Regions from separate parts of the Mus musculus genome. Here region 2 is linked to region 1. A link is a contact called in public HiChIP or PLAC-seq data. All regions are on one chromosome and are shown on one strand. The core of a region is the stretch at or near the end of the contact, and the rest is flanking DNA. Distances in the headings are between cores, read along the strand shown.

Region 1 (3,566 bases), core at 635-3,134:
TCCACTGCAATTAGTGAGATTTTGTCAGATTTTTCAACTCCAGCAACCTGCCAAAGAAAGTTGAAGAAGGAGGAGAGAAGGAGAAGGAGGAAGAAGAGGAGGAGGTGGAGATGAAAAAGGAAGAGGAGGAGGAAGAAGAAAGAAGAGGAGGAGCAGGAGGAGGAGGAAGAAGAAGAGGAAGAGAAAAGGGAGAAGCAGGAGAATGAGCAGGAGGAAGAGGGAAAGGAGGAGGAGGAGGAAGAGGAGGAGGAAGAAGAGAAAGAAATCTGTAGTAAAGGTCTCTCAGTCCTGTGAAGAGAGCCTGTTGGCCAGCTGTAAATTTTCAACAAGTTGTACAGATGCCCTTGGACAAAATGTGACATCTCTGTGACACTATGGGTGCCCATCTATGGATACAGGGAAACTCTGAAGGAGGAGGATGTTGTGAAGCAAGGTGTCTGCAGATTTCTGAGACCCCTTCAGCATGTCTGCTGCATTGTCTCAGAAGCCTGCTCCTTCCCTCCTCACCTACAGCTGACGGGTGGACACAGGCTCTAGATCCTTGCTGACACTCTAGAGCAGTATCACAATGGCAGAAATCCTAACTAAGATTCCTTGGTGTGTACCATATACGGCTGTGGAGCTTCTAGTAGGAAGCAAATACCCAGACACTAAGTGCTTGAATCTGCCTAGAGTAACCACCTTCAGCCCAGGAAACTAATCAAGGCTGGAACACATGTGAACTGGCAAGCCCTAGGTTTGAAGGATAAGTGGGAAAGAGTGTCATCCTAGAGTCTGTTGGGGGAAGAATGGATAAAAGAAAGAGTGAGTGAAAGGCAGGTCTGGACCAGATGACCTGGTTTCCTGAGGAACCAGTGAGGTAGGGGGAGGACCAATCATTGTTTGAGTTATTGATGCAAATGGGACACCCAATGCAGTGGTGTTTGGAGGGTGGGAAGGAAGGTGCATTTGGAGTCTCCCTGTGCAAGACAAGAGATAGTGTATTCACTGGGGAGATAACTCTCTTTGTAGAGAGAAGGCTTGAGTCTCAGTGTCCTTACAGAGAGGTAAGGCTTCTCTTACCCAAGAGAGTCATCCCTTCATGTGCAGCAGACATAGCTCCCAGCAGCTAGAAACACCTGCATCCTTTGGTTCCTCCAAATCTCTGTTCATTCCAAGGCCAGGCTACAGAACGAGCTTCCTAATGAAAGAGGAGGAGGATGGAGTTCATGGACACTCTGGTTGGATCTTCACCTTCGATTCTGTGTGGCAACCTGGCTTCAGGGTGGCATTCCATGGTGCCCACTTGTGCCGTGGCTTGATGCTGCACGAACCAGCTAGAAAAACCTGGCAAGCATGGGTCTCAAGTGGTGAATAATTTCGAGATCTGACATCTCTGAGCACGGGTTCTCCCTTTAGCCTTCTGAGGCCCGCACTGCTTGAGGAACATCACAGCAGAGAGGCAGAGGTTGAGAGGAGTGTGGGAAGGAAGACGCCCTCCTCTGACTATCTGACTATACTTCTCATACCACCCCAAGATGGACCCTGCACACCCCAGGCTGCAGCAAGCCATCAACATGACAGGGATTCAGGGGCCTGACTTGGTCTTCCCACGTGTGCTCAAGCTGTTTCCCCTGCCTGGGGAGTGAGGAGGGGGGGTGCGGGGGGGGGGGGGGACTGGAGACTTTCACACCTCCTTCCTCTGTCGCTCCGATACCTTCCACATGTGGGACACAAGGGAGGCCAAAACCTTTTCCTTCTTTGACTGGGCTGATTGATTTCACATGCCCACTCCATGTGTGTCTGGGCTGCCGGAGGATCTGACACGCCCATCACCCATCTGCTCACGCTTAGAGAGGGCAGAGACCTGGAAGCCACACATGGCAGAGGTCTGCCTCTCCACTCCCTGGCAGGAAATACCCTATACTGCAAGCTTTCTTCTAGTTGAGCATATAACCGTGAAGTGGGGCCTCTGCCTAAAGAGCTTCATATAATGCTGGGCAGGTTGTGTAAGCCCATTAAGCCTCACTTTCCTTAGCTGTGCAATGGGGCTAATGCCAAGATGTGTATACAAATGGATCGGGATGATTCTGGTAACTGCCTCAGGCATCAGGCTTCACACTGGCTAGCCATCCGTTTCTCCACAGAGAATTCTGTCTGCCATTGTATTCTTCTCCCACATCTGCTCCTAGATATGCACCCACTGAATTCCTTACTGCACACCTAGAGAGGAAGACAGACAAGGAGAGGGGGCCACAGGGTCCCTGTGTTCATTTGTCTGAGACCAACCTGCACGGTTTCCAGTAGCTCTCCCTCCACCACCACCACCACACTGCTTCCTGTCAGATGTCTGCTGCATGTTGCCTTCCCCCACCACCCAGGCAGCCCCATCCTGAGTTGATTTAGGGAAGGTCTTTCATGTGGCCCCCTGGATCTCTAAACCCTTCCTGGAGCAGATTTATTCATCTCTGTTCCCGTGCCTCTTTTAACTTGGTGCTTGATTTTGATTTGTTTCCTGGATTTCCCAGCTGAGCCCAGAGATGGGGATGAAAACTTCCATTGGTGGCAGCCACGAATGTCATAAAGGAGTCAGCCGCAGCATGTTTATGGAGGACAGCTGGTCCCCAAAGCAGGGAGAATGGGGTGCAGAGTGGAACATTCACCTGGCACGGAGTTGTACTACTGTATGTGTAGCGCTCTCTCTCTCTCTCTCTCTCTCTCTCTCTCTCTCTCTCTCCCTCTCCCTTTCCTTTTGCTGATTATTAGAAGGACTCATAGCCCTGATAATTTGGAAGACTGCCTATTATTGTGATGCATTACTCCACTTGCTTATTTGCCGTAATAGATGAAGTATCTATCAAACTAATCATAAACGTGGCAATAAGCAAGTGAACCTTGCCTTTCCCTTCCCTGGCCGCTCACTATGTCAATTTTTTGACAGGGCCGTTGTTTTTAATCTCAACTTCTAGTTATTGGCCCAGAAGTGACATTGCACATTTTTCAAGTTAACTGCACAGAAGGAATTAGTAAGGCCTATATAAACCACTGTGTGCTGCACACAGTAGCCCATCTACCTATAACAGTTGGGAAGCACTGATGAGATAGAAAACAGCTTCCAGAAGGGTCTCTGTGGTTCAGAGCTTCACAACCCCGCCCCACATCCACAAGTGTATGCGAGTGACGGTCTAGACAGTATGACTTTGCAAACCGTGTGGTCTCTGGCAAGTATTCTACTCTGATCTCACAATCCGAAAGCAATTTACTTGTGGCACTTGATGAGTGACCATGACTATGTACAAAAAAAAAATTATTTGTGGACACAGATAGTGGGAACCAGCATTCATCTATGGCCCATAGTCTGCTGACTGTTTTCTTAGAATAAAAGTTTGTTATGCAGGACGAGGACGGTAGCCCCGCTGACAGAATACTTGCCTAACATGAACAGAGCACTTAGCCCTGGGAGACAGGGCTGTCTGTCACATTGGTGCTTGGAAAGTAAAGGCACGAATCTCATCCTTGGAGACATAGTTTGAGGTCAGCACTGGCTCAATGAGACCCTATCAAAAACAAAAGCTTAGGAGGGCTCA
Region 2 (3,566 bases), core at 581-3,080, 210 kb before region 1:
TCTGTTTCTGCCTGTCTCTATTTGTCTCTGTCTCTGTCTCTCTCTGGAGAGTGGTAGTAGCAAATTTGCAGGTCAACAGCGAAGACCCACCTTTTTGAAGACCTCATTTACACGCTTTAATGGAGGAATGAGTTTTAAGCTGATCACTGTGGAGGTTGGGCGATGCTTTAGCATGCCTTCTGCTCTCAAAGAGAACTCCAGTTCAGCTCCCAGAACCCACACTGGGCAGCTCACACCTGCCTGTACGTCCAGCTCCTCAGCCCTCCATGGATATTAGCACTCAGCCGTACACACACGCAGACACGCAATTAAAACTCAGACAAATGCTTCTCTAAAAGATTCTTGGACATACTTTAGAAGTCGAGCTAACCCAGATGAGTTCCCAAACTCAGTATTAAAGGGAGAAAAAATTCTCTCAAATGGGGTGCTTAGGGTGGAAACATTTTATCTTGATTGAGGGCAACTGGAAAACTTCGTAGTTCAAATAAGATAAAATGCAATACAATAAAACGTGGTGAACAGGACAGCAAGTGCTATTCAGAGGATGGCCTCCTGGATGGCTCTAGATCCTAACCAGAGGATGAACTGGCACACCTAGTAATAAGGGAATGGATTAAGGTTTTGTGGTACAAGAGATGCTGAGGGAATAAAGAAACTAGTCAGTGGCTTATCATATCTCATTAGGAAAAAAAAACACATGTAAGCTAGGAACCCTAGTGACTGCCCATTCTGACTAACCGGCTTTGTACATCGCTAGATAAACGCTCTTTGCAGGGAGTGCAGCATCCTGTCAGCGTAGCTAACACCGGGTCGATGCTACCCCTTCTAGGCAGTTGACGGTCTGTCTTCTCAACACTGAGCCAGCACTGAGCGGCTGCAGTTGCTTGTAGCAATTAGTCCCTGTTGAGTGCAAAGACTCTAGTGTTGACTGAACCAATTAAAAGATCAATTAGTGCGACGCGAGTGCTCAGAGAGGTCGTTTGCTATGACAGGGAGTCGCATCTCCATCCGTGTAGAGAGCCTCAAGAAAAATCATCATTTAGGAGGATGGGGTTGTTGTTGTTCCCAACCCTTAGGTCTTTAAAATGTCTGGACACTGGTAATTACGTTGTGGAACCCATTAGTCGGTGGGCTAGTGTGACAAAGGGCCTGTCTTTGACTAAAGTGTATTTTAGTTTTGATTGTGTATACGTGTCTATGGGTGGGTCCGTACACACAAAGGTAGGTGCTCACAGAGGTGGGGGTAGGGGCCATCCCATACTTATGGAAATGGACTTACGTGTGGCTTTGGAACCAAATTTATATCTTCCCGAGGAGCAGTAATCACATAACCACTGGGTGGTCTCTCCAGTCCCAACAAAGGGGCTTCCTGACAATAAGACTCTCATTTATAATCAGTAAACAATAATAATTAGGGGAAAATAATAAAATATCATTAGAGTTTGGATATGTAGTGTTTTGCTTTTTTCTCTGTGCACCCAGAACATTCTTTTTCCCTGTGCCATATTACTTTGGGGTTCTTATTTTTATATTAAAAGAAAAGGAAATAAGAATCTGTTGTTCTAGGTTTCTTCCCCATGTAGGACCTCAGCCTATGTTACCCCATCACCACCACTCCCAGAATTCCAGCTTGCTAAAATGATGACTTTGCTACGATCGTCTCATTAGGTAAAAACATGAGAATTGATTTCACTTGAGTCTTCCAGGAAGGCAGGAGAATCTGAGGCTCGTTGAAAAGCAGCATTCACACTGCTGGGCAAGTTGTGTGTGAGACTCTGGTGGCAAGCCCTTCTTGAGGATGTCAGTTGAGTCAGATGTACTAGAGATGACCCAGGAGACCTTGTTTTCCCAAAGGCCTTTCACACTGAAGACTTCTATAGCTGCTTCTCAGAGGTCCCAGGTGGCCCAAGAACCAAGCGGGGGGGGGGGGGGGGAGGAGAAGTCAAAAGGAAGGACCAGCTGTAACTGATGTCTCAATTTTCTTTCCTCCTTTGCTAGATATTGAACGGGATCCTTATGCGTGCCAGGCAAATTTTCTACCACTAAATCACACCTCGAGTAGTCATTTCCTGCCCCTCAGAATCTGCCCTTAATTGGAAAATTGAGACCTCCCTCCCCTCCTCTTCCCCTCTCCCCTCTCCCTTTTCTTCTCCCTCCCTCCCCGCCCCTCTCCAGTCAAGGTGGGGACAGAGTTTAAAATGATGCTTTTAAACTATAAGGAGCACTGGGCTAAGAGAGGCCCAGGGCAGATTCTTCCTGGCAACCTTGAACAAATCCCACTGACACCTTGGCCTGGAGAGTCCTGGCACCACACAGTTCCACTCCAGTAAATAAGCCCAGGGACAGAATTTTCTCTGTATATTTTCCTGCCTAGCAATGCAGAATGGTACACCACCACGATCTGTTTACCGTAAGAACACTTCAGTGGTTGGAAAGCTCACCTCTTAAACTAATATAAAAGCATCATTATACAAAACAGGAGAACCCAGAAGTGTATCCATACAGCCCTCCCTGTTAAGGAATAGTTTCTTTTCAACAGTCATGATTGACAACTCCACTTGTTTACACGCAGGAGTTCCCACCCACTAGCTCTCACCACTTATAAAACCGAGTATTTTTTGAAGGCCTCTGAAGATGTCTAATAAAACTGCTAAAAAGACCTGTTTGATCTCTGGGCAGCTCTGAGGACAGATAGGGCCCCGTTCCTTCTGGAAAACGCTTTGTTCTTTCAACTCCACTTAAGGAGGCAATAGAGCGGCATCTAATACAGGAGGCTTTCTGACTCTGTAGAACAAAGTCAGGCCAGGTTCTTATCATGAGAAACTGCACCCAAGGATAATCTTCTAGAAGACATAAATAATTCTCCATAATGCACTTGGCTATACTTTGATCTTGTGTGCATTTTCCTTAATAGATGGATATTATCAACCCAGTTTGTGCTTGCATAGGGGTTAGTTTGATGGCACGATGGCGGTGACATTAGAGCCTGAAGATTATGTTTTGGATATAAGCTACTGAAAGGACCAACATAACTTTACAAGTTCCTGAAACATGTGAAATTAGATCCCAGTGCTCCGCACCCCGATTTCAGTATCACTGCCAAGGATTTGGTGTCCTGCACTTAATTTTCTCCCACTTCATTAACTGTCCTCAGACTTTAGAAGAGCCTTTGAAATCTCCGACTTCTATGGTAATATCCAGGTGAGCCACTTTCGGCTTCCTATGCTATAGACTCCACCCCTCTCCCTGTCTCTCCCTTCTTCCCTCTGTGTGTTATACTAGGGGCAGGGGGACGGGGAGGCAGAGGTTAGAACAAGGGAAGTGCAGTGCTGGGATTGAGAGCTAAGATGTCTTGATGCTAGTGTAATCACTAGAGAACTGCGCACAAGAGAAGGTTACAATCAGATTTCAGATTGTGGTGAGGCCATATTGGAAGCCACTAAGCATGCAGTTATGACCTTCACGTGGGATGTGTAGTTGGGGTCAGACTGACCTGTTTAAGGGGCTGCTGAAGTAATAAATCGAGCTAGCCCTGTGTGTCAGGGGGCTAGGGAGACAGGCCTAAT

Evidence for each region. HiChIP or PLAC-seq counts read pairs in DNA pulled down with a chosen protein or histone mark.
Region 2: a contact with region 1 is called in a RAD21 HiChIP or PLAC-seq map of pro-B cells, with 4 times the contacts expected there. The contact joins two enhancer-like sites. A contact is called at or near these places in 1 of 15 datasets of contacts at CTCF or cohesin (pro-B cells), 3 of 484 Hi-C or Micro-C datasets (the G1E-ER4 cell line, large pre-B cells and nephron progenitors) and 3 of 115 datasets of contacts at active chromatin or transcription factors (T-cell acute lymphoblastic leukemia, bone marrow-derived dendritic cells and large pre-B cells).

What each region holds. Positions count from the first base shown.
Region 1 is chr16:92,926,644-92,930,209 of GRCm38.p6, reverse strand. No RefSeq gene overlaps it. Among named protein-coding and RNA genes, the nearest start is that of Gm41499, 29 kb to the left of the region's middle. Within about 2 kb of position 1,884, at least 64 of the 459 cell types and tissues checked have an H3K27ac peak or open chromatin away from gene starts, as enhancers often do. A contact at or near this core is called in T-cell acute lymphoblastic leukemia and pro-B cells, where this site is marked.
Region 2 is chr16:93,138,050-93,141,615 of GRCm38.p6, reverse strand. No RefSeq gene overlaps it. Among named protein-coding and RNA genes, the nearest start is that of Gm30474, 7.8 kb to the right of the region's middle. Within about 2 kb of position 1,830, at least 19 of the 459 cell types and tissues checked have an H3K27ac peak or open chromatin away from gene starts, as enhancers often do. A contact at or near this core is called in T-cell acute lymphoblastic leukemia and pro-B cells, where this site is marked.